Regions from separate parts of the Cricetulus griseus genome. Here region 1 is linked to region 2. A link is a contact called in public Hi-C data. All regions are on one chromosome and are shown on one strand. The core of a region is the stretch at or near the end of the contact, and the rest is flanking DNA. Distances in the headings are between cores, read along the strand shown.

Evidence for each region. Hi-C and Micro-C count contacts between places; a contact is called where the count stands out from the background.
Region 1: a Hi-C map of the CHO-K1 cell line shows a contact between it and region 2, with 5 times the contacts expected there. The contact joins the promoter of Gnb5 here to the promoter of Arpp19 in region 2. A contact is called at or near these places in 2 of 8 Hi-C or Micro-C datasets (both in the CHO-K1 cell line).

What each region holds. Positions count from the first base shown.
Region 1 is chr4:186,570,426-186,575,311 of CriGri-PICRH-1.0, forward strand. It overlaps Gnb5 (guanine nucleotide-binding protein subunit beta-5), which reads left to right and starts at 2,782. Exons shown (of 11, transcript XM_027411145.2): 1 at 2,782-3,018. The coding sequence starts at 2,907.
Region 2 is chr4:186,286,286-186,291,191 of CriGri-PICRH-1.0, forward strand. Arpp19 (cAMP-regulated phosphoprotein 19) reads left to right here and starts at 3,239. Exons shown (of 4, transcript XM_027411151.1): 1 at 3,239-3,342; 2 at 3,530-3,584. The coding sequence starts at 3,254.

The DNA of each region.
Region 1 (4,886 bases), core at 1,532-4,031, 280 kb after region 2:
CATGCCAACCCTACAGGGGTTTTGAAGATATTTATTTGATATATCAGTGAACAAAACTTCAGGGGAGTCATGACTATTGGCCTCAGCAAGGGACCAGAACCTGGGCAGCCAGGGGCCCAGGCCTATAGCCGCCCCCCCCTCCCCCCGTGGAGCTGTTTCCCAAAGCCACCATTCAAGTTCTAAGCCAGTCTGCTCGTGCACCCACAGAATGGGGCCCTGAGTGTTTGGCTGCCATGTTTAATAGATACAAATGCCCACTTTGCAGGAAGCCAATACCACACAAATGGCCTCCTCTCTCTGCCAGGGCTCAGGCCCACTTTCTGACTCTGTCTTTAATCCAAAATCTTACACCAGGGGGAGGAACATTTGTGACAGTTTGCAAATGGCTTTCCAGGCTGGAGAGCTCAGTAGGTAGAGTGCTTTGCCTACACATTCTTATACTGCATAAACCAGGCGTGGTGGGGCATGCTGTCACCCCAGCATTCCGGAGTAACAGGAAGGAGGATCAAGAAGTTCAAGGTTACCCTCCGATACTTAGCAAGTTCAAGGCCAGTCTGGGCTACATGAAACCTTGTATCAAAAATAAGGGTGTGCACATACACACCAATAAAAATGTATAAATGAAAACAAAGATGATTAATGTTAAATGTTAAGAAATTAACTGTATTATGCATTATAATGTTTCCCCGGTGTTCCAAAGATCAATTTTAACGGTCTAGGCAAGCTGCCTAAACAACCAGTTAACCGCGTGTACTTCAGAAATCGGGCTGTCTGTCTTTCTTGTTGATCAAATGGGTTTGGGTGTTTCGGTAAAGCAGAGGCCAGCACTCACTGTGAGCTCTGCCCGTGCGTGGAGGTGTAGACCGAGGCAGCTGAGGATGAGGCTTGGGTCCCCAGAAGCGTTCTCTGTCTTTCCCACACCCCGATCATGTTTTTTTGTTTTTTGTTTGTTTGTTTGTTTGTTTGTTTTCCTGTCCTTCAGCCTCATCTCGGGCAAGATGTGTGATCAGACCTTCCTGGTTAATGTGTTCGGCTCCTGTGACAAATGCTTCAAACAAAGAGCCCTCAGGCCCGTGTTCAAGAAATCTCAGCAGCTCAGCTACTGTTCCACCTGTGCAGAGATTGTGAGTTCCTTTGTTCTATTTTGTTCTCTCAAGTTTCCTTCCTTAAAATAATGTCTAATGCAAGCCTGTGATAAACGAGTTACCATAGAGTGGGTTTGTAGGATGTGCCCCCAGGCTCCTGGAAGCCCAGTGTGACTCTGGTGTCTGCCTGAGGTCCGGGACTACTTGCTCTCCTAGGCAGTGTGGGCACCAGTTGTCACCCATCTCCACAGGCCTATTTTCCCACCTGGGAAATAGGAATGCTAACAGTTTTGTACCCCAGGGTTCTGTAAGTGTCATGTGAGGTCATAGCAAGGCGTCATAACACACTCCTAACAAGTCGTTATTCCTGGGGCTGATGGTTTTCACTTCTGTCTCCTCCCAGTCTGCCTAGAAGCCAGAAAGCTAGAAGAAATTCTGGTAGATAAACAGTCCTGGGTGACCTGTCCAGGCTCCCTGTCTTAGCTGTTTAGACAGCCTGGCTGATCTTGCCCAGCTAAGCAGAGAGCAAAACTAAACTCCAGTGCTCCTGAGCCCAAGCCTGCTGGGCCTGGTAGGAACTGAACAGAAATCCTGACTTCTTTTTTTCAAAGTACATTGCATCTTATCCTTGCCAAAGGTGGCTATTATCAGGCTTCAGATCACCACCAAAAATGTCCTCAGCCCTGGAAATCAGTCCCTGCCTGTCTCAGAAGAGTCACCAGGCTGAGCTCAAAGCTGTGGCTCACAAGGGCCCCCATCTGGTAACAGGTGGTAATGCACCATCTCCTGATCCGACAGGAGTGCTGCGCCCTTGAGGTACACTGACGTACATGTAGACAAAACACTCATCTACATAAAATAAAATAAATCTTTAAATTTTTAATTTAAAAAGGTGTGTTTATTTTATGTATACTAGAGGTTTGCCTGCACGTATGTCTGTGCACCATGGGGCATGCCTGATGTCAGTAAAACCAGAATAGGGCATTGGCTTCCCGGAACTGGCATTACAGAGGGTTGTGAGCCACCATGTGGGTGTTGGGAATCGAACCTGGGTCCTTTGGAGGATCATCAAGTGTTCTTCACCAGTGAGCCCTTGCTCGCTATACATCTACACTTTATATGAATACACTTACACTTATGTAGCATGTTTTATACATCCATTTAATAAGCTAGCATTAACTGAACTATTTATTTTATTTACTTTGGTTTTTCGAGCAACTTCGGTGAGCATCAAAAGAGTCACCAGGGAACCTAAGCCCAGGGAAGTGTAGGTGGAGAGGAGCCACTGTAGTCTGTTACTCTGTCACCATAAGCAAGACTTCATTCCAGAGGAAAGGACGCCTCCGACTCCAGCAGGGTGTGCCACCGACCCCTACTTTTGCTGCCCCATCCCAGGACCCCGGCAGCCAGAACTCATTTTTAAAAGAATGTTTCTGGCTAGAGGGTTGTGGGACAGGTTTCTGACGCATCCTGCCTCAAGTCCCCAGGGATGCAGAGGGCTGGGTTGTGTCGACTTCTCTAGGCTCCCCTGGAGCGAAGAAAGAGGAGTTGGGACCACAGCTTGTTCTGTGAGCCTCAGTTCCCCCAAGCCTCCACCCCTTATCCCATCCAGGGCATAGCCCCGCCTGGTTCTCAGGGAGAGCGCGGAGGGCGGAGCCGGGGAAGTCTGCCACCGCCGCGGTCGCGTCACCGCCAAGGGGGCGGACCCGGGGAGGCGTCCGGGGTCACGGAGGCTGCTGCTGATCCCGCCCTCTCGGCCACCCCGGCGTCGGCTCTCAATCTCCCGCTTTGCGTTTGTCTCCCGGCTGCATCCCGACGAAGATGGCAACCGATGGGCTGCACGAGAACGAGACGCTGGCGTCGCTGAAGAGCGAGGCCGAGAGCCTCAAGGGCAAACTGGAGGAGGAGCGGGCAAAGCTGCATGACGTGGAGCGTGAGTGCGAGCCGGGGGTGGCGGGGAAGCTCTCGTGGGCCCGACCCTCCGAGGGGCTGGAGGACCCGCGTGGGACCGGTTCCACCGCCCGGGGTGGGAGGATGCTGAGCCCCTCCCAGGGGGCGGGTGGAGAGGCGCAGCCAGCAGGTGTGCCGGGGCGGGACCGCTTTACTGCTCCCCGTTGGGACTCTGCCCCCCGTTAGATCCTTTCTCCCCGCGGATATGAGGCTCCCTTTCCCGTGTCTCCACTGTCCGTGGGGGCAGGGAGCTTGATGGCGGAGGGAAGCGGAGACGCCTCCTGCATCCACGCGTTCAGCTTGCGGCAGGCCCTTTAGAAGCCTTTGATGGATGCCGCGGTTGACATAAAAGGGCCAGCGCGGTGTAAATAAACTTGCCGGCGTGCCCGCTTCCATCCCGGTTCAGAACAGGGGTGGTCAGAGAGGGGTGGTCCTCCGCAGAGCTCAGAGTGGAGACCCCGCTTGGGCAGTGGTCTTACCCGCTCACCCTCCCTTGCAGAGCAAGGCTTGTTAGCCAGCAACCCCCCACCCCGCAAACACACACACTTATGTGTGGTGTCCCCGCCTTCCTAATTGGTCACAGCCTTAATTTAAGTTCCATTTGGAGAAGGGAACTGGGGTTCAGTAAGGGGCCTTTAGCATTTATTTTCCCTGAAACTTGCTGGAAGTACAGAACCCCTGTTATGCCTTCCCAGGGACCTTCTCTTGTTAGAAGGGCAGCCCGCTTCTGTGAGATTTCGAAATGTGTCCAGATGTAATTAGTTAAATTGTGAGTTGTTTTTCTGGTAACAAGATCAGGTCTGGTGCAACTGCTTGGTGCTTTGAAGAGCCCAGGCCTTTCCACACCATCAGCCATTGGCATTTACCCAGTGACTCCAAGATGACTGCCATTGCTCCAAACTTTGCCTCTGTATCCAAAGCAGGAAGAAGGGAGAATGTGAACCCCGGGCTCTTTTCCTTCTTAGGGAGAAAGCAAAATTTTTCCCAGAATTCCTCTCTTCCTAAGATTTCTATTTGTACTTTATTAGCCAGAACTAGGCCATGTGGCCTCTGCCAGGGAGTCTGGATAAAGGGGGCCCATGCTAAGCACATTGCCACCCCAAAGTTGAGAAGTAGGGAGTGGAGACATGGGGTCAGTCTCTCCTTCCCCTTTTCAGAGCCTTGTAGGCTGAAGGTGGTGATGTTGTCTCAAGCTTGGTTTAGTGCCTCAGACTTCTCTGTTTGACAGCTGAGGAAATGGAGACGTTCCTTGGCCCTGTGGCTTGTGCATTCATTTTGAAGTGCTACACAGGTGGCCCTTGTGACATGAGCCCCTCACTCTAGAAACCCCACCCACCCACCCACGGGGGGGGGGTGATCTTGTCTTGCATCCTCTTACTTAGAGTCCTACTCTGACCATAGTCTCTCCCGGATCCTTGGGAACCCTGGCTTTCCCCTGGAGCCCTCAGCCCTGACCTGTCTTCTATCCCTTCCCTAGCATCAGCACAGATACTTTGATTAACTTCCAAAAGTCTTGCCAAGGGACCATGACTCTATCTGGTCCTCCTGCCTCCTCCTCAGCCCTGGATGGACCAACAGCCTTCCTTTCTCCTGCTGCTGGACTCATGAGGCTGCTGAAGAGGAGGCACCAGGAGGCCTCTGTGGCCAATGGCTAAGTCACCCTGTAGTATCTTCAGACAGCTCTCTGCCCTGGCAGTTGTCAGCCACTTAGCATTCTGTGATGGCCTCTGTCCTTTTACTTCCTCCCCCAGAGAAAATGGAAGGTAGAAAGCTGGGCCCTGAGTTTATAGATCCAACCCCCCTTGCACACCTGACTGACTCTTCCTGTCTAGGAGTTAACTTCTTCCCACC
Region 2 (4,906 bases), core at 1,989-4,488:
ATATTTCCTTTAAACACTGCCATTTCTTGGTTCTCCATAGACCGAAGTTTCTGTCCTGCCCCATCCCGCTGCTATTTAGTCCAAAATAAACACGCAGAGGCTTATATTAATTATAAACTGTTTGACTGATGGCTCAGGATTCTTATTGGCCAGCTCTCTCTTAAATATTAACCCATTGCTAGTAACGTATGTATCACCACATGGTCTTGGCTTACGGGAGAATGTTCACACTTCCTACCTTCCCGGTAGCTACTCTTGCTTGTGTTCCTCCTCTCAGAATTCTCCTAGTCTGGTAGCCCCACCTATACTTCCTTCCTGGCTACATCTTTCCTGTCCATTGGCCAAAGCAGCTTTATTCATCAGCTGATAAGAGAAACATATTCACAGCATACAGAAGGACATCCCTCATCAGTTTTCTCTTTGTTTCTTGGTAAAGAGGCAAACAGCTGACTTGAGATTCTGGTTACAGCAGGAATCAGTCAGAGGAGGGAGAATCATTTAATTTGAGGCCAGACTGAGCTTTGCAGCAAATTTGAGGCCAGCCTGTTTGGCTGCATAGTAAACCCTTGTGTTTAAAACAAAAAGTGGAGGAGGAGTGCCCAGTATCTAGAGGTCAGAAGGAGATCATTTTGAGGGATGTTACATTGGGGATCAATGTGCAGTTTTAAAGATTAAAGTACATGAGTAATGATGGTGCAGAATCGTGTTCTAACAGGCTCTGGGAATTAAGATTTGTCAAAAGTTGCTTTTCTTTCTCAGCTCCAGCTTCCAGAATATAAACACACTGGGAGTGAAAATGGCCTGCCGGCAAACCCTGACCCTTCTAGCTCCTAGCTCTGGTATCTTGGGTACAGAGCTAAATCTGCATGCGCATATTTCCTGGCTTCCATTTCATCTTTTCTGTGTTGGAACACTGATATGGGTAAGACAAAAACAGATGAAGACTTTTACTTCTTTTTTTAAAGAAATATTTTATTTAATTAAAAATTTTCATTTGTTTTACCTCCTGATTGCAGTTTCCCTTCCCTCCTCTCCTTCTGTTCCCCATGACCCCCTCCTACTCCCATCCTCTCTCTACTCCTCCTCATCTCCATTCAAAAAGGGGCAGACCTCTCATGGGCATCACCAAAGCATGGCACTTCAAGCTGAGGCAGGACCAAGCTCCTCCCCATTCCCCCAGGCTGGCCTTGAACTCACAGAGATCTGCCTGCCTTTTCACATCTCTCTCTCTCTCTCTCTTTTTTAAGATTTTATTTATTATGTATACAGTCTTCTGCCTGTACACCACTAGAGGGCACCAGATCTCATTCAAAGTGTTTGTGAGCCACCATGTGGTTTCAGGAATTGAACTCAGGACCTCTGGAAGAACAGTCAATACTCTTAACCGCTGAGCCATCTCTCCAGCCCCCCCCCCCCAATCTTAATCCAAAATTTACTCAGGTTTACAAGTGTGTGTGTGTGTGTGTGTGTGTGTGCATGTGAACTGTATTTGATTAATAAAAAACAGTAGTTAGATGCGTTCATTAGCCTGACTAATACATTTTCCCATTCGATCTATAGCTCTACTCAAATGAAGAGCCCTGAGAGAGGCTTGAGCAAGAGGTTTGCTGTGAGTTCCAAGCCAGCTTGGGCTACAGTGAGACCCTATCTCAAACAAACATAGCCAGGTGCAGCACATGTAGGCAGGCAGATTTCTAGGACAACTAGGAATACATAGACGACTGTCTCACAAAAAATTGGAATGGGGAGCAAATGTCAGTAGGTTACTTTGTCAGTATTAACAAATACAGAGTTGTTTTCATTGTTCTTTTTGCAGTTTTGGTTTTGGAGATGCCTTCATGTCGTGTAGACTGGATTTGAACTCACACATAGCTGAGATTGGCCTTGAAACTGATGATGTTCATCCTCTCTCCACTTGCCAAGTTCTGGGATCCTAGCTGTGCACCACACACAGATGATTTGTGAGCAAACTGAACTATTCTCCAGGGATACCTTTGTCCAAGAGTTAGCTCTTAAGCCCTTTTATCTTAAACAGGAACTTGGTTAAGTGGCCAACCTTTCCTTCCTTCTCCAACAGGAACTTGCTATTAGGACTCCTTTTGTTTTTCAAATTTAAGTCTCACTTAAGTCTTCCCTTCTGAGATTTCATACCTTGTTGAGGCTTTGAATTTCTATGGCTTTTGTTGCTGTTGTTGTCATCTTATTTTCTTTTATTTTTGAGACAGAGCCTCACGTAGCTCAGGCTAGTCTCAAGTTCAAGCTGAGGATGACTTTGAACTCCTTGACCCTTCTGCCTCTACCTCCCTGGCTAGGACTACAGACATACACAATCACGATGGTTGTATGTGGAGTCAAACCCATTCCAGGCAAATGACTCCCCTACTCCTGAGCTACTCTCTCTCTCTCTCTCTCTCTCTCTTCTCTCTCTCTCTCTCTTGTGTGTGTGTGTGTGTGTGTGTGTGTGTGTGTGTGTGTGTGTGTGTGTGATTCTCGTGCTGGAAAGATTGAATGCAGAAATTTGCACATGCTAAGCAAACCCTCTACCACTGAGGAGCTGCCCAGGGTGGCCTTTTATTTACTCTATAGTCTAGGCAGGCATGGATTTGCCATCCTTCTGCCTCAACTTCCCAGATATCTGGGATTACGGTCCTATGCCACAGGGCCCAGCTTTGGTTTTGACAGCTTCCAAATCCCATATCCAATTATTAGGATCTTTTGATTGGTCCCTTGCCCTCTAGGTCCGCATTCATTACCTTCCAATTCCTACTAGCTGAACGTATATGGCGAGTACATATGAAGCCACAGGATTTGTCACTTCAGGAAAGTCTTATGGAGCTCAGTGTCTTGAGCTGACAGCCGTGAAAGGACAAGGAATGAAAGCTGAATTCATTCATCATTTTATCTATTACACAGGAAATACTAAGGTCTGAGAGGGTCTCAGAGTGAAATATCGGCCTCTTCCCTAATGTGGTTAATATGAAGAGGAAAGGTGACATTACCAAAGTAATCACAATTCCTGTGTAATGATGCTGTGCTCGTTATGGGGCTCTCCAGAGCAGTGATTGCCTTGAACAAGTTGATCTAAGAAGAAAAGATTGTGCTGAGACAAGGTGGAGGAACTGAAGAAATAATGGTGTATGGGATTAAGCTGAATCTTAATTACTTACTGCAGAGCGCAGTGCAAGCAGACCGGTAAACGTGAGGACAGAGTAGTCTCAGACAAACTACAATTCCCAGGAAGCACTGTGCGACCATGGACGGAAGTGAGGTGAGGCGCGAGCCGCAACCTTTGAGGGAAAAAGGAAGTGCTTGGGCGTCGCAGGGCCGGAGGCGCGGGGATAGGTAGGTAAGGGCGAGGCGCGGGAGTCTGGCGGGCCTGGGCTGCGGGAGCTACGGCGGGCGGGAGCCCGGGGCTCGTGTCGTCATAAGGCGGCAGCCGCCAGCCCGGCGAGCAGCGGGGCGAGCAGAAGGCAGCGGGCGGCCTTGCCACCCGGTAATCAGTCTTCTCCCGGCGTCGTCTCTTCTGCAGAAGGAGCACCATGTCCGCGGAAGTTCCCGAGGCAGCGTCGGCGGAGGAGCAAAAGGTGAGCGTGCGGGATGGCCCGGTGGACCTGCGGGAGCCTGATATGGCGGGAGCCGTGGCTGCGGGCCTGCGGGAGCGCGGCCTGAGGGAGGCCGGCCTGAAGGAGCCCTCCGCTGGCGGCTGCCTGGCGACACCACACGAGGCAGTCGGCTCCTCCCGCAACCAGGGCCCCGGCGGCTTGGACACCTAACGTTTCTTTCTCCCTGGTGCCTCGGCGTGTCACCTAAGTGTGTGAGAGAGCCAGGACTCGGGCCCCTGCTAGGAACCCAAGTTTTATAGTGAGCTTTCATTTGCTTAGGACCTTGTATCCGTCCCCCCCCCCCCCCCCCCCCGGAAGCGCTCCGACCACTTGTAAGCTTGAAGGTAACTCCTACAGCGGTGTCCCCATTCAGGAGGAGCGATGCAGATCTAGGTTAGGATTGTGAGCCGTTTGACCCCATGATCCGTTCCTAAACCCTTTGGGCTTCGGTTTTGTCGTCGGTATAAAGTCCCAGTAATAGTGCCCACTTCCCACGACTGCTGGGAGGCCCAAACGAGATAACGTAAATCCAGCACAACTTTGTGTTCAAAAAATGCTAGCCAGTGGGGTTTGCATGTGGTACTTGACTAAAATTAGAGAATTGGAGCGTTACAAATTTTCACTAGTTTAATCAGATATTTCTCGAAACATGGAGATATTTTTGTCAGCTCATTTGTATTTCTCTGATGAAGGAAAATGAGCTAGCAATAGGTCTAGGAATACGAGGCCTGTGTGTTTTTTCTGGGCTATTGCCTGCCCATTCCATCGTGATTAGTTATTCTGATGCCTTGCCTTCCTGGGTACATGGAGTCAATTAGCTAAGTAAGGAGAAGAGTCCTTGGTCTCGTTTCTTACATTGTTTGTGGAGAGTTCTCAACAATTTTTTTTAAAAATTCAAACTGTCCTTTTAATCCCAGCACTCAGGCAAAAAAGGAGGCAGATGTCTGTGAGTTCTGGGCCAGCTGGAGCTACATAATGAGACCCTTTCTCAAATTAATTAATTGAAAATTAATACCAAACTGCTTTACTGTAAATGAGATTTGGTCTAATGTGTAAACTTTCTTAGGACTTGTACTTAATGTTGCCCTGTAGATTAGTCTCTGTGCCCATTTCATATGTTCTTAGTTATATTAACTTTTCCTCTGTTATTTCTTCCATTGTAATAGTTTGGTTCTGATAGTACTTGTAAGTTGACTGCTAAAAAGAAGGAAAACAAAGATAATAAAAACACCACATTACTGGCCCTATGATACTTTGCAAAAGGAAAGATTTCTTCCTCCCTTTCTTCCTTTTTCTTTCTGCAA